Regions from separate parts of the Mus musculus genome. Here region 2 is linked to region 1. The links are chromatin contacts, called in public Hi-C maps. All regions are on one chromosome and are shown on one strand. Each heading gives the region's core, a stretch centred on a gene start, on an enhancer-like site or on the middle of the called end of the contact. The rest is flanking DNA. Distances are from core to core; before and after follow the strand shown. Region 1 overlaps Gm33782 (a long non-coding RNA gene). Region 2 holds the start of Poc1b (POC1 centriolar protein B).

Evidence for each region. A called contact is a pair of places that touch in the nucleus more often than the background predicts.
Region 2: a Hi-C map of B cells shows a contact between it and region 1, with 7 read pairs. The contact joins the promoter of Poc1b here to the enhancer-like site in region 1. A contact is called at or near these places in 1 of 484 Hi-C or Micro-C datasets (B cells) and 1 of 115 datasets of contacts at active chromatin or transcription factors (embryonic limb bud).

What each region holds. Positions count from the first base shown.
Region 1 is chr10:96,329,002-96,336,826 of GRCm38.p6, reverse strand. The region is part of intron 2 of Gm33782 (a long non-coding RNA gene); the gene reads right to left. Among named protein-coding and RNA genes, the nearest start is that of Gm33782, 24 kb to the right of the region's middle. Within about 2 kb of position 3,371, at least 117 of the 459 cell types and tissues checked have an H3K27ac peak or open chromatin away from gene starts, as enhancers often do. A contact at or near this core is called in B cells, where this site is marked.
Region 2 is chr10:99,102,840-99,110,664 of GRCm38.p6, reverse strand. Poc1b (POC1 centriolar protein B) reads right to left here and starts at 3,583. Exons shown (of 12, transcript NM_027740.7): 1 at 3,442-3,583; 2 at 2,789-2,873. The coding sequence starts at 3,456. It overlaps Galnt4 (polypeptide N-acetylgalactosaminyltransferase 4), which reads right to left and starts at 2,530. Exons shown (of 1, transcript NM_015737.4): 1 at 1-2,530. The coding sequence starts at 2,250. The coding sequence ends at 514.

The DNA of each region.
Region 1 (7,825 bases), core at 2,122-4,621:
ACTCACTTTGTAGACCAGGCTGACCTCGAACTTAGAAATCTGCCTGCCTCTGCCTTCCAAGTGTTGGGATTAAAGGCCTGTGCCACCACGCCTGGTGCTCAGCCTGCTTTCTTATAGAATCCAAGACCACCAACCCATGGATGACACACCCACAATGCGCTAGGCCCTCCCTCATTGATCACTAATTGAAAAAAAAAATGCCTTATAGCTGGTTCTCATGGAGGCATTTCATCAACCGAGGCACTTACATCTCTGATGACTCTAACTTGTGTCAGGGTGACACATAACACCAGCCAGTACAGTATTCAGGGATCCAAGGAAAGATGATCTATGAGCCGAATCTTAACAGATGGCTTTCTCAGTGAGGGTGTGGGAAACATATCCTAAGCAGGAAGGCCTGGGGTGAGTTTATAGAACATCCTGAGATGCTGGGTCAGGTTTAGAGAGCTGGAGCATGTGGACTTCATGTCTCTAGTGAACAGCAGTCCTAGAGGAATTGGTACCCAGGAAGTGATATGGTCCATCTTATACACATCTAAAGAACTAAGTATTTAGGGGGCAGATTTGACTTCCATCACAGCTTACCTTCATAAGAACTATCTCCTTTTTACTAAAATTTTTTGCCGGCACTCCTTTGGTTTCAGACATTGAAGAGAGGAAACTGTTCCCGTGAGTGATTCTTTTCCTCATGCTTGCCTGAGCCACAGAGTGTGTTTTCTCACTCAAGTAAAATTCTCAGCTGATGGCGGAGAAGGAGCTTGGCTCTACACAGGCTTGTCATCGGTACGTGCTGATGGTGTTGAGCCAAATACTGGTTTTTCATTGTTCAGAGTATTTTGTTACTTGTACCATGCTGTCCTCATCGGCAAGGGAAAACACGGGGGTCAGAATTGTTACAGATAAAATAGAATTTATTCACGGGAAGGGGCTTGAGCACTGAAGAAGCCAAGCAGGGAGGTACTTAGCCCCAGCCCCAGCCCCAGCCCCAGCCCCACCTTTCCAAACATCAAGCACCTTTGGTGTTGCTTTGGTTTATGTGACTGCTGCCACTCCTGGATGGGTCTTGGGTTTCTATGGGTTTCAATACGGACTTTTCTTTGAAGGTACACTTTCAATTCAATCACAGTTAGTTCTACAGGGATAAATCAGACCAGGAGGACAGAGGGAAAGCAAAAAAACAAAACAAAACAAAACAACAACAACAAAGAAAACAAGCCTACTAAATTTAATGCACATTGTTAACTGTGAAGGTCTGGATTTAGAATTTGAGATGTATGTTTCCCCTCCCCTGTCAGAAATAAATTCTTTATTATTATAAAAGTTCCTTGGAAAGGACATAAAAGATATTAGGACTTGTATAGGTAATGACAAACTAAAGTAGTGTTTTCAGACTGAAACATTGGTGGCCCTGATAGACTGAGAAACTCCCCAGGCCTCTTCCAAAGATGTACTTGATGGAGAAGCAAGGGCCGGATTCTCCATTTCCCAGCCTCCAGTTTGATTTGCTTTCCATGACATTAGGTTATAGCAACTGAGGTTTGAGAAAGAAAAAAAAATGTCATTCATCATTTCTATTTATAGTTATGGCTAAGGAAGCTATTGAAGGACATGTAAAAATCTGTAAAATATATATGTATGTATACATGTACACATTCAAGGAAATAATTACACACACACACACACACACACCATCTCCCATGTTTTAACAAAGAAAGCACAACCTCCTGACGCTGCCATTTTCCACACAGTCTTTTGTTCGTTTCTTGAACAGCTGCCGCTATGAGTAGGTGAAACACACACACACACACACAGATCAAATTGCAGTTAGGTGTGTCAAAATGACTGGGTGTTCTTGTTCTGGGTTCCCAAGGCTAATTATTATTTTTAACGCCGTTTGATATGCTAAGTGAGGCTGCAGTAAGAGTCCTCATGTGTGCATTAGTCATTGCCATCACCGCCCATGGGTACTTCTGCATGTTTTGCTGCTTCCAAAGTGTCTGTAAACGATTCTATCTAAGCATCTGAAGAACATCACAAGCAGCTTCCTCTATGGTTTTTTCCTAGGAAATAAATACCAAACTGGCACAACGATGGCAAAACCGTGAGTGACATCAGTACATACAGTGCCCTGTCCTTCCATCCTGTCACGTGCCTGGTGGGTAAACATAAATAAATCACCTAATTTCCCTGTGCCTCAGTTGCTCTATCTGTAGTATGGAGCAATGAGGAATGAGATCTCAAGGGCCCACTTTTGAACTATAAAGCAGGCTTCTCTAAAGAAGGAGAGAAGGAAGGAGGGTCCTGTGGTGTGTTCGGCCTGTTCCACATAGCTAACTGCAGTTGTTTCCCGTTGCTAGGTCGTTTATTGATTGCCTACAACTAAACCTATTATCTTTGTCTAGAATCTTTTGAAGCAATCCATGAATAACAACTCATTTCAATTTCATAATGACTCCGAGGTCTTACCAGCTGTTGCCGCGCCTGTCTTACAGACTAACAAACAGACGCAAAGACACAAAGCCATTCGATTCAAGTCTGGCAGGTGTGAGACATAGATCCAGGGCTCACGTACTACAGCTAGTTCAGGGTCCTGGAATCCACTCTGTTATGTCCTGCGGAGCGGCCAGGAGCTTGACTGAGAGGCAAAAACAGCTAGCATCCTCAGGCTCTGCTCTCCAAGAACACACTGAAGATCACTGAAGGGCTAGCAAGCCCTCTACGTGGGCTAGCATGGAACAGAGAGGTCTCAACAATTTGAAGGAACATCAGGAAGTGTAAACCACCCCCCAACCTTCTGTAAGCATTCCTACCACACCCCACTAAGGTGGAGGGGGGCGGGGGCTGGAGGCAAGGAAGGGAAATCATACCAATACATGCCTGCTCCAGATCCAATCTTCCAGAAACAGTCCAAAGGAACACCCTGGGCATGTTCAAGACTTGATTTATTTAGTAGCTAACAGCGTAACTGCCAACTACAATCTTCAAACTAGCTTTACCCACTGCCCCACCCATCCATCAGACCTTGCCATTCCCACAGGCAGTGAGAAGGACCAGGTATGTTCATGTGTAGATTTCTCTGCTTGCTAAAACCCCCCAGGCTTTCCTTTGTTCTCAGGACATGCAAGTGGCCACCTGTATACCTGTGTTCTGGACTGTACGTAATCCTGCTGTCAGCTCCCAAATAAAACTCCCTTATTGATTGACTTTTGACAATTCCAGTCATTTTGTTTGTTTGTTTTGTTCTGTTTCGTCGTCCCCCACCCCCACCCCATTTCCTTCCCTTAAGGCAGCTCGAGGTAATAAAGGAACTGCCTGGTCTTGATCACGAGGTCCTCTTGCCTCAGCCTCCAAGTCCAGGATGACTACAGTGCCTAGGGGCATCTCTGCGATTTCAATCTGCCCTCTACAGGCCACAAGGAATACCCTAAAAGAATGATCTGCCACCAAGCTTCTGGTTCTCCCATGGCACTTGCACCACAAACACAGTGATTCCCAAGCTGGTGGCCACCTTACGACACTGTTCTGTCACTTGCATAAATGTCTTTTTGGTGTGTTGTCAGGCAAATACCTGACACTTGGCACTCTGAAAATTCCTAAAACACCACATACTGCAAAGTCAATGATTTGACCAGCTGTGAGCCCGCTTGCAACCCAAACCGGCAGGACTAGAAACAAATCGCACTGCTTCATGCTACAGAGCCATCTTTCCTAAGGGTGGGTGCGGTCTTGTGATCCTTGTGTCCAGTCCAGTTTCTCATATGTGTATTGTGACTTCTGCTTGTGCAAAACAGGACGTTGCTTAACCAGGCCCTTATGGGAGGAAATACAGCCCAGCAAGCAGAACAATGATTTGAAAGTCCTGAGTTCTATTTTCAGATCTGCTGTTGACTGGCTGTGCAGTCAGCCCTACGAAGGTCATTAGCAAAATGGCCTTGCCCTGTTGGCGGTCTCTGTATTCGCAGCTCTGGACGGGAAACAAATCAGGGAGCTGGCACTCAGCCTTGAGGAACTAGAGTCTTAGGAGAATAGATGTATCGTCAGGCTTTGTCTTCATTCTTAAAGCAAAAGCACAGAACAAAGCCTCTGGGGTGGGGGAAAGGAGCTGGAGTAGAATTCAGAGAGGAACCTGATAACCTTTCCAATACCAGAGACGTGAAGGGATGGCATGAGCGTTCAGGTCAAAGGCAGCTCTTTGGCACATGCTGAATCTCCTGTGTGGGATACGGAAGAGACAAAGGAACCTGAGCTTTGACAGACTTCTGTGAACTGAGTCAAAAACAGATATCCAGAGTGCTGCCTGGTAGGGAACAGGCTGAGGACTGGAAGGGTCTGTGGAGAACCAGAAAGCTTATAGCCCCTTCTAAAGAGTCTGCACCAGCTCTTTGTCCCTCAGATAAGCCAGTGACAAGGTCCTGAAGTGCTAGTGTTTTAAGAGGCACTGCACACTACCATTTTTATCAGGACTTCCCTTTTCTTTAAATGAAGATCCATCCAAGTTTTAAAGTGATAGCGGGCAGGTAAAAATGTGTGTGTAACTTGAACAAAGCCCTTTCCACATCTCTTTAACATGTCCATGGATGGGATTTCATAAGAGTTGAATTATTGTTTTCTGATAATGGAGCTATTCCTTTAAACAGAAGGGAATGAGCAGTCTAGAATGCGCGAGTGTTTAAAAAAATCCCAGTGCACGGGGCTGGGGAGATGGCTTAGTTGTTAAAGTGCTGGCTGGGGAGATGGCTTAGTTGTTAAAGTGCTTGCTATACAAGCAAGCGGACTTGAGTTTGGATGCCTAGAGCCCCTGTGAGAAGTGATAAGACAGTTGCCTTAGAGTTAATCTTGCTTTGGTGAAACACTACCACCAAAAGCAACTCGGGGAGGAAAGGGTTTATTTGACGTACACATCCTGAATCAGAGTCCATGGAAGCCAAAGCAGAAACTCCAAGTGGTCAGGAACCCAGAGGAAGGACTTGATTCATAGGCTACAGATGGGTAGTGCTTACTGCCTTGCTTCCAATGGCTTGCTTAGCCTACTTTCTTTTAGAACCCAGAGCCACCAGGCCGGGGTGGTAATCAACGACAACGGGGCCCTTCCACATTCAATCACTAATTAAGAAAATGTTCTACAGGCTTGCCTATAGCCTGATCTAAAGGAAGCATTCTCTCCAATGACTCTAGCTTGTGTGAAGATTACATAAAACTAGGCAAGACAATAATCTATATGGGTATTCTAGCACAGGGGAGACAAAGACAAAGAAAATCCCCCGAAGGTTGTTGGACAGCCAGCCGCTCTTGCTGAATCCTCAAGCTGTAGGTTCATTGAGAGATCGTGTTTCAAAACCAGTGTATTGCTGTGATGATTTAGGGCAGATGCTGAAATGCATGGGCAGGATATATACAAGCACATCTTCACACACACAGGAATGTATATACATACACACAGGACTTACACAGGTCTAAACACAAAGATTCTGGTTGAATTAGAGAAGTTTGTAGCCAGGGCACTGGGGAAGTGAAACACTTCTTGGGTTTTCCTAACATACAACCATGGTCCACAAATGCTACATTAACCATTTCTAGAAAGTTTTAAGAACTTTGGGCGTCCTCATTTTTTTAAGTTGTTGAAAATGTACAGCCGATCGATCTGTGACAATGAATCAGAGAACAAACATTTGCTATGGGCTGTTTTCTTTTTTTCTCAACTGAGACTCCACTATTCAGCATCTTGGCTTGCTGGGGACCTCAATGCCTTTCAGGTTCATTAAGAGCCAGCTGACAGCAGACACTCACTGGGCACAATGGGTATTGTTACAAAAGTCAAACCCAACAAAAGACGAAGGAGAAGTGCGAGCTGAAGCACATTTAAGTATTTATGGGGAGAATTAATTTGTTGTCTGATGGTCATGCACTGGACCACAGAGCAAAGTACTCCTTTTAAAAGTGAAACTCAATCTCTGTCCACATTCTAAAGGCCATAAAACTCACCACATGAAACTAATAAATGAAGCATAAAAGTCATATACTTGCAGGGTTTTTGCTCTCCCTTACTTTGTAGGCTGTGTGCATTATAAGTAACCCGAGTAAGTATCAGCCTTAGGTCTCCTTCTGGTTCTTATTCACCTCTAGCTCTTCTTGCCATCTGTTCTATTTCTCATAATAAAATTCTAGTGTAAAGTGAGAATGTTAAATCATGGACAAAAGAATGTAGCAACGGGGCATTTCTTAGGTCTAGATGCATTGGAAGAGCCCCTAACAAAGCTGGTGTCAAGGACTCCCTCATTGCATCCTCAATGTTTATCTTTATTTCCTGTACATTGATATTTTGCCTGCCTATATGTTTGTGTCGAACCTCCTGGAACTGAAGTTACAGGGTGCGAGCTTCCATGTGGGTGTTCAGAATTGAGCCTGGTACTCTGGAGGAGTAGCCAGCGCTCTTAGCCACTGAGCCATCTCTCCATCCATTAGTCCCTCATTCTAAAACAAACTGATAGCTCACCGGTAGATGGACCGACTAGGATGGTGGTTCTCAGCCTGTGAGTTTCAACCCCTCTGGGGGTGACATATCAGTTATCCTGCATATAAGATACTTATATTACTATTCATAGCAGTAGCAAAATTATAGTTACGAAGTAGCAATGAAAATAATTTTATGGTTGGAGGTCACCATAACAGGAGGAACTGTATTAAAGGGTCACATCTTTGAGAAGGATGAGAAGCACTGTGAGAGGAGTCCATGAAAATGGTTCAACCACTGTTATCAGATTCTCAACTTCCACCCTAGCAATAGTGACTTAGAAGCTGAAACAAGCCTTTCTTTGGAATGCATTATAGATTCAGCAAGTGTCCTCCTCCTCAAGCCCCACCCAAACAGGTACCTTTCTTTTTTCACATAACCATTGAAAAACACATCAGGAAAAACAAAAATTCCCGGAGAGCTCTGTATGTGTTTTCCGTACTTTAAGGGCGGTGGCTCCTAATGTTTGATTCATATCAAACACACAGGATCAATGAGTAAAGAGGCTCCTTTCTCATGGCAGGAACAGGGCTATGTTGTCAGTAAGCAATACTTCCAAAATTTGGTGGAGAAAAATGAGGACTTTTTCCAGGAAAGGTAGATTGGGTCATTTTGGAAGAAATTTTATGTAAGGGTACCATAGAACCTTCCAACAGTGGTTTTCAACCTGTGGGTGGAGACCTCTTTGGTAAACCTCTATCTCCCAAAGTATTTATATTACAATTCACATCAGTAGACGGTTACAGTTATGAAGGAGCAACAAAAAACAATTTATGGTTGGAGGTCATCACAACACAAGACACCGTAGAAAAGGGTCACAGCGTTAGGAAGATTGAGACCACTGCTTTAGGGAATAAACCACCAGAAGCCAAGAGTATAACAAAGACCAAAGCACCTAGCCTGAAAAGACATATCCAGAGTAGAAGAAAAAGGTACCCAACAAAGATGACTTGTGGTGTGGGGAAAGAGAGAGATTGTTTAGAAGAAACAACCACAGCAAAAATCAAAACACCCATGAGAGGAAAAGCAAGAATGTGAGAGAGACAGATGCTCAGGAGACACCGCTGCTGGGTTATAATAGACCTAATCAGGTTGGAAGTTTTTATTGTACCTTCCTGCTTTCCCCTGGTTCACCCAACCCCCCCCCCCCCAACCCAAACCCCTGGTGGACTTCAAAGAGGTCAGAGGTCAGAAATCCCAGCTGGGAAAGGAAGAGCTGGAGAGGGAAAAGTAAGGGAAGCGCTTAGGGGCCTCCTCAAGGTTTTCACACCTGAGTGGTTACAGAATACTAACAATGAATGGCTGAAGGTCGTA
Region 2 (7,825 bases), core at 2,334-4,833, 2.8 Mb before region 1:
TTACACATTCACATGTTTTGATAAAGAAAAGAAGAGAAAAGAAAAGAAGAAAGAAAAGTACATGCAATGAATTTACAAATCAGAATGAATCATACCCCATTTTGTCTGGACTTTTATGTTCTAAATATTAAGTCTTGCATGTAGTTTGTGGTGCTGTGGGTCAGACTCAGGGTCTTGCACATGCTAGCTAAGCATTCTACTGCTAAGCTACACCCATACTTCAGTGTTTTGTGTATCTCAGTTCACAGCAGCTTTCTTTAAGGAGTTGCAGGAGACCATATTGACAAAGCTTTTAAATAAAACAACCCGAGAGCAAAGAAGGCACTTTGAGATATTGAGCAGCGGTGCTCTGTGTACCCAGCTTCAGAGTGATATCCCCAGATGAACCACGGCTTTCCAGTGTTCTTACAGACAGCTGCCAGGTGACTTCTGGTAAAATACAGTCATCTTGGGGCACGGTGACTTTCCGGAGGCTACTGTCAGCTCCCGAAGAGAAGGCGCTCTGCTGCTAGCCTATTTCTCAAACCTCCAGAGCTGGTTTTTATCAAGGGCATCACACGTTTTCATATGGACACTAGGTCGGCCCTCGGCTGTCCGGTAAGCACTAAGACACAGTCTTGTGTGAGGGTGAAAAATCGTTCCGTCTTCTTTAAAATGCCAAATGATGTTCACTGGAACTGGGAGCCCGTCTTTGGGGCAGTTTTGCATCCCTACATAATCCTTTTGTTGGGGGACCTCTGCACATAATTCAGTCACGGAATTGAATCTGATTTCTTTGTTTGAAGTATATTCAAAGAACTGATTGCCTCCTTGACCGTGGCATCCAAACAACGAAAGATTAGCCCCCGTAGGGTTGTTGTCGGGAGCGTTATAATCTAAGCACTCGGAAGAGATGCCCATGCTGCGGATGGCTCCGTGCCAGCCAGGTCTATCCTCGGGGACGTGTAAGTTAGAGAACACATTTTTCAGATACCAGTCGAAGCTCTTACATTTCAGCCGTTCCCTTAGTAACTTCCTTTCAGAAAGATCGCCATAGGCCTCTTTCCGAGCTGGGGGGTTTCGGTTATAGAAATGCTCTTTGTATTCATCCATCCACACTTCGGCCGCCCGCGCGGTATTCTGTAGGAAGTTGGGGCGAGCATAGGGCGCGCGCTTGGGAAACACGTGGCCCACGTGCGAGCATGGGTGGATCTCCAGCTTGCCGCCACACTGCCAAACCCTGAAAGACAACTCAAGGTTTTCGCCTCCCCAGACTTCCATGCCAGTGTCATAGGTGCCCAGGTACTGAAAATACTTCTTGCTGACAGCAAACAGTCCTCCTGCCATGGTGGGGGACCTGATGGGGTCAATTCTTGACGTTCGCCTGTCCCTTTCATGTTTGGGGACAGAATGCCACTGGAAGGTCAAACGCCAGTCAAACCCACCAATCATGGGCTCCCCGGTCTGCATGTAGAATTCGAAAGTGTTCCAGTCAATAGTGTCGATGACAGGACATACGATTGCGGTTTCGTCTCTACTGATCCTCTCCAAAAGTGGTTCCAACCAACCAGTGTTACACTCACAGTGACAATCCAGGAAAGTGAGGACATCCCCGGTGGCAAAAGTGGCCCCAATTAGACGGGCCCGGACCAGCCCCTCTCTCTTATTGGTTCTAATCAAGCGAACTCTCTCCAGGTTGCTGATGTAAGTTTCAAGTTGCGCCTTCAAATAAATTCTATCACTCAAGTCATCCACCAAGATGATCTCCTTTAAAAGCACAGCTGGAGAAGTTTCTAAAACACTGTGAATGGTCCGAAGCAGAGTGGACCAGGCTTCGTTATAGAAGGCGATGATAACGGAGGTGGTGGGGAGCGACCTGTAGTGGAACTTCTTGGCTTTACACTCATACATTCTTTTATCCTCTATGTGGCGGTGCAGGGAGATCCTGTCACTGAGGTAAATGTTGATGGCATATCTCTCAATAAGTTCTTCTTGCTGCTTCAGTTCCCCCTCGTTGAGCTGGAGTTTGCTTGCTCTCCCCCATTCCCCAAGAGCATGGGAATCTGCAGGGGGCTTTATATAAAGAGGCTGAGACAAATCCTCTTCCCTTGTATCAAGGTCCGGGAGCCGCCTTGGCCCCAGCTCCCTGGCACCGCCGGCTCCTGGAGAGGCATACAAAGTGGAGACTGAGAACTCCACCAGAATATAAGCCAGTGTTAAAAGGGCCAGCAGCAGGCAGCTCTTGCCTGCCCAGGTCCACCTCACGGCCATCCGGATCCTCACGGGTCGTGTGTAGACGCGGCCACCGAGCCAGCACGCGGGGAAAGCGCCGCGGATCCTGAAGCTGGAGTTCCCGGCTCAGGTAGGGGCGAACTTCCGAGAAGGTTCCTCCTTTCATGTAGGCGCTCGGCTCCTTTCCGACACCGGAGTTTCCCAGGGGTCACTTGAGACCCCCTCGCTCCCCGGCCTCTGGTGGTGCTCAACTGGTCGGTCCCCACTTCCTCCTGCTCGTCTCAGAACTTTTCACAAACTCTCCAGCCAATACTCCACCCTCCTCGGGCCGATCACAAACCCCTCCCCTTCCCACTCACTCCTCCTGGTGGTTAGTTCACGAAAGTTGTCTGTCAGGCCGGGACCAGTCGAGTCCTTACCCAGCAAAGACCCAGGGACCCAGAGTGGCCGGGTACATCCCATCGCGCCTGGCTCACTCAGGCAGGGATGGAAGAAAGGCTTTCTGCCAAGTGAGCTTTGGTTACTGTCAGAAAAGGAAAGAAGAAAGAAAGGAAAAACAAAAACAAAAACAACTTACCAATTTGTTTGCAGTTGGGGCTGAAGTCAGCGGAGGTGATGGCAGCTTTGTGACCTTTAAAAGAACGTTCCAGAATCGGATCCTCCTAGGATGGAAAGTTGTTAGGTTTGAAAGCAGGTGCAGAATTCCAGCTCTCGACATCAGACGTCAACGTTGCCTGTCCCCCGGGATCGAAGAGGAGGACCCCGCAGCATCAGCGGGCAGCGAGAGAGGCGTGGGCATTACAACCCGGCTGAGAGGCTCGGGCACTGCCCCAGCTTCCATCCGGAGGGGTCCCCACCATCGGGAGGAACCCCCAGCCCAGGCACCAGGGCGAGCCGCCGAGGGACCCGCCCACCGCACCGAGCTGCAGATGCTCGCCGAAGCCTCCCGCGCTCTTTAAACCTCCCTGGTGATTCTGACGCAGGCGCGCCGCGGGAACCCAGCCGGCGAGTCCCGGAGCCAGCTCCGCCTCAGCCCCGAGCGCCGGGATCTCTCCGGGAGCAGCGCTCACCGCTCAACCCGGGCACGGCGTCCCGCTCCGGGGAGGTGAGCGAGCTGCGGAGCTCCGGGTCTCGGGGCTACCTCCCAGGCCTGCCAGACTCGGCGTGGTTCCCCTCCTCCCGGTCCCGCCGCCCAAGGATGATCGGCTCCGGTAGCGGCGGGGACCTTACCAGGCCGGAGGCCATGCGGGGAGCGGACGGCGCCCGGGGCCTTGGGGGACCAGGGAGGGGTGGGGACGAGGGGGGACCGTGCGGCGCCCGGAACCGTCAGACTGGAGTGCGGGCGCTTCCCGGTCACTACAACAACGGCGGCCCAATCAAAGCCCGCGCTCCAGGCGTGGCCAGACGAGCCCCGAGACGCCGCGCGCGCGCGCGCTGCCGACAGCCGAGAGCCTGGCGGGAGCGCGCCGCGGGGGGTCCGCCGCGCGCGCACACAGCGAGCCCCGCGAGCTTCGGAGGTAGCGGACTACCGGGTTGTTGTCGGGAAGCGGGTTGGGACTTGGAGAGAGAGAGAGATGTGATCGGTGGTGGCGAAGCGGAGGAGAGTCGGTGATCGATGCAATCAGGATTCTATTACACCTTAAAGAGAACGGCGCCCAACTCGGCTACTCCGGAGAGGGGAGCTTGGGTGCACAAGCTAGACAGTAACAGGACGTTGAGCGGGACTAAGTTCCTTGTGTTCAATTACTGGTTTTGCACGTACTATAGATACAAATGCTGGCAGCACATGATGGGTAATATTTTATTCACATGTTCACCCTGTTTTTCTTTATTCAATAGTATTCTATTATCTATTTGATTTATTCTGTTCTCAACCGCTTGTTTGCATATGCCTTATTAAACTCACACACACACCTGAAGTGGTCGGAAGACTTGGAAACTTTAAAGTTTCTAGACCACGTGGTTACAATAACGGTCCCCACTTTAGACTTTTTTTTTTCCCCACACATACTATCATTTGTGCTTCAGCAACAGGGTTTCAAAGCTAGAGAATGTTGTCGGTGGCAGTTTGTACATGGAAGGCCACATTTTGATGCTTCTTCATACCCCTCGACAACAAACAACAGCATTAAACCCTGCCCCGGAGCATAAAAGACTCAGCTGAAAATTACATACGGAACACAACTTCTTGGCAGTGGAATGTCGTGATAAACTGGTAAGGTACATGTTGTGTGTAAATAAAAAGTGTAGTAATTACAGGTTCCCTCGCTGTATTTGCGTTTAGTCTTAACCACTATATAGCAATTATGTAAGTGCAATACCGTATTAGTTTGACACATGGGTGGATGTTAAATATCTGTTATATGTTTGACACCAAGGGCTAAACTTTGTTATAAACAAAACAAACCCCTGAATGCCAACATAGTTCCCTCCCCTCAAGAACTTGGCACTGGGATGTAGCTCAGTTGGAGAGTGCCTAATGAACTAAACCCTTGCTTGTATTCCCAGCGCCCTCATCAACACAACCTGGCATCAGTAACTATAGCCCTGGGGAGGTGGAGGCAGGAGGATCAGAGGCATAAGGTTGTCCTTGGCTATACTGTGAGTTTGATGCCAGTCTAAGCTACATGAACTCTGTTAAGCAAATAAAAAACAGACGACAACCCTGCTGTATTCTACCTTAAGGAGTCTCATGTTTTAGTATAATTGATGCTAGTTGCCAAAGATGCTGATTCAGCATATATGGGGCAGAACCTAGAGCCCTACAGGTATAACAAACTGCTTAGGTTTTGCTATAGGAGTCTTGGCTGTGTACGTGGAAAATGTTGCTCTAATAGAGGAAGGGATGTGTTAAGGGTCTTGCTGTGATGGAGGGCAGTGGTGTAGGTCGGGGATAGAGAATATGGTTAACACAGAAAAACATGGATTTGATCTCCAGCACTCGAACACACAGAGTCAGTCTCCACTTCTCATATGTGTATGAGGCAGAGACAGAATGAAATGAGAATCGGTACCAGCAACCTGTGATTTTGCCATTCTATGTTTCCCTTTTAAAAAAATGTTTAGTTTTGGATGCCAATTAAACATAAAAGTGGTATGGAATTGTGGGAAAAAACAGTACGGCATTTACTCAGAAATGAAATAATTTACTCATGATCCAGCAAGACAGGGACCAAACATCTGTATTCACTAGAGTTTGCAGCCTTAGAAGCAGCAGGCAAAAACGAGAGACAACTAATATCCAGCAAATGAGTGGGTAAATAAAATGTACATAATAGAAATAGCATTTGGCCATAAAAGCAGATGAAATTTTGATACATGCAAGTTATGTGATAATTGTGAACAAATAAATAGGCCACACACACACACACACACACACACACACACACACACACCAAGTTGTGTGATTAGATTTGCATTAGGTCAGCAGAATAAGTGGATGTTTATTTCTTGTATATTTGATCACAGGGAAATACTCCAATGTTAAAACCAGAAATCAAGGCTTTTGGATCTCTCATAGCTACATCTAATATTGGGCATAGCAGATTCAAAGACAGGAGGTTGGAGAGATGAAGTCAAAGAAAAGACAAACGGAGGGTTTTTTTTTTCTAATTGAGTACTATTTTGAAATCTTCAGTTATCACAAACGAGTTGTTAAAGGTAGGCAAGCCGGAAAGCCAGGAGGTAAAGCAGGTTATAAAAGCACCCTTCTTTGTCACTGTAAACCATCCCTGTACCTGTGGTAGGTAGGTATTCCACAGCTACTCACTGAGTTCCTTTTGTATCAGTCCTCTGTTGCCACGATAATGTTGTGTAAGCTATTTAAGGGTCAGTGGCACACAAAACTGGACTGCTGGTTTAGTTCATGAATAGACATGCTTTACATTAAATAGATGAAGAGATGGGCTCTGGACTGTAGCCTGCCACTGTAACTATACTAAATGCTCACATTGTCCAGTTGCCTTTTAAGCGTTTATGTCTATACTCATAGGCCTGGGCTACTCACAACATTGCTCAGAGAAGCAGCCTTTTACAGTCGGCAGCAGTCAGTGCAGAGACCCACAATTGGTCAAAGTGCTGGGACTAAGAGTCTGTGAATGCTTGTCCTACACAGGACACCTTTATCACATGCCATATCAACACTCCCTAAGTGTTGAGGAACATCACCAAAGAGCAACTAGAGAGAATGCTACGAAATGCAGTCTCTGGCCTGTGATGTGGCTATTGCACATGCGTAGTAGCTGCAGTTACCTGCACAAGATGGAGCTGGTGCATAGCGTGGATGTGGGTGGTGCTCTCTAGACCCCACCCCTAAACTGAGGAGCTATTGGCAGTTGGTAGCTACTGGGAAGGATGGATCATTCTAACTACTAGTTTTTTTCTCACCCTCCAGTGGACCACCCCATGCCGTGCACATATGGGCAGCTCCCGCTGGACTTGGATTATTAATGAAGATGGGAAGCTGCAAGAGGGGACCATTGGGAGGCTTCTAGGGGAAGTTCAAGGCCAAAATGAGGGGTGGGTATGGGTTCATTGTATATATGAATGATTTTCTTACAGAGTAAACATAAACTTAAAATAATAGGTGGAGGTAAGAGTTATTACGATCTCATCACTTAAAATTGACCTTAAAACCTTTGCCATATTCCCAGGAACAAAAGCAGACAAGATTGTCACATCCTATAATGTAAGTGCCTGTTTACATTTTGACATTTAATCATCATCATAATCATTTTAGAGATTCTTATCTTCCCATTTGAAGTACAAAGACATAGTTTCTGTCTGCTGATGCACAGAGCTCAGAAAAGGGAGAGAGAAAACATTTTAGACAATCAACAACTCCCTTCTAATCACAAAGTCCTGATGTCTCTTGTATGATTGCAAGTTGCGTTATTTTTTTGTTTGGTTTGAGATAGGGCCTCAGTGTATAGCCCATGTTCTCTATAGCCAGATTCTCTCGCTTCTGTCTCCCCAATGCTGCAATGTCCAGTACATGCCATCGTGCCTAGCCTTGTGATCACATGGTGTTGGGAGCCGCCCCCACATTCGCCGTTACAAGATGGCGCTGACATCCTGTGTTCTAAGTGGTAAACAAATAATCTGCGCATGTGCCAAGGGTATCTTATGACTACTTGTGCTCTGCCTTCCCCGTGACGTCAACTCGGCCGATGGGCTACAGCCAATCAGGGAGTGACACGTCCGAGGCAAAAGAGAATTCTCCTTAAAAAGGGACGGGGTTTCGTTTTCTCTCTCTCTTGCTTCTTGCTCTCTTGCTTCTTACACGCTTGCTCCTGAAGATGTAAGAAATAAAGCTTTGCCGCAGAAGATTCTGGTCTGTGGTGTTCTTCCTGGCCGGTCGTGAGAACGCGTCTAATAACAATTGGTGCCGAAACCCGGGACGAGAAAAAACTCGGGACTGGCGCAAGGAAGATCCCTCATTCCAGAACCAGAACTGCGGGTCACGGTAATAAAGGTTCCCATAAAACAGACTGTTGAGAAGGATTCAACTACATGAATTCAGAACTTTTCAGCTGGGGAACGGTGGATACCAGTAAGTATAGCTTTACGAGGTACGCCTGGCCTTGAACTTTCTAACGAAATTCAAGACAGTCTA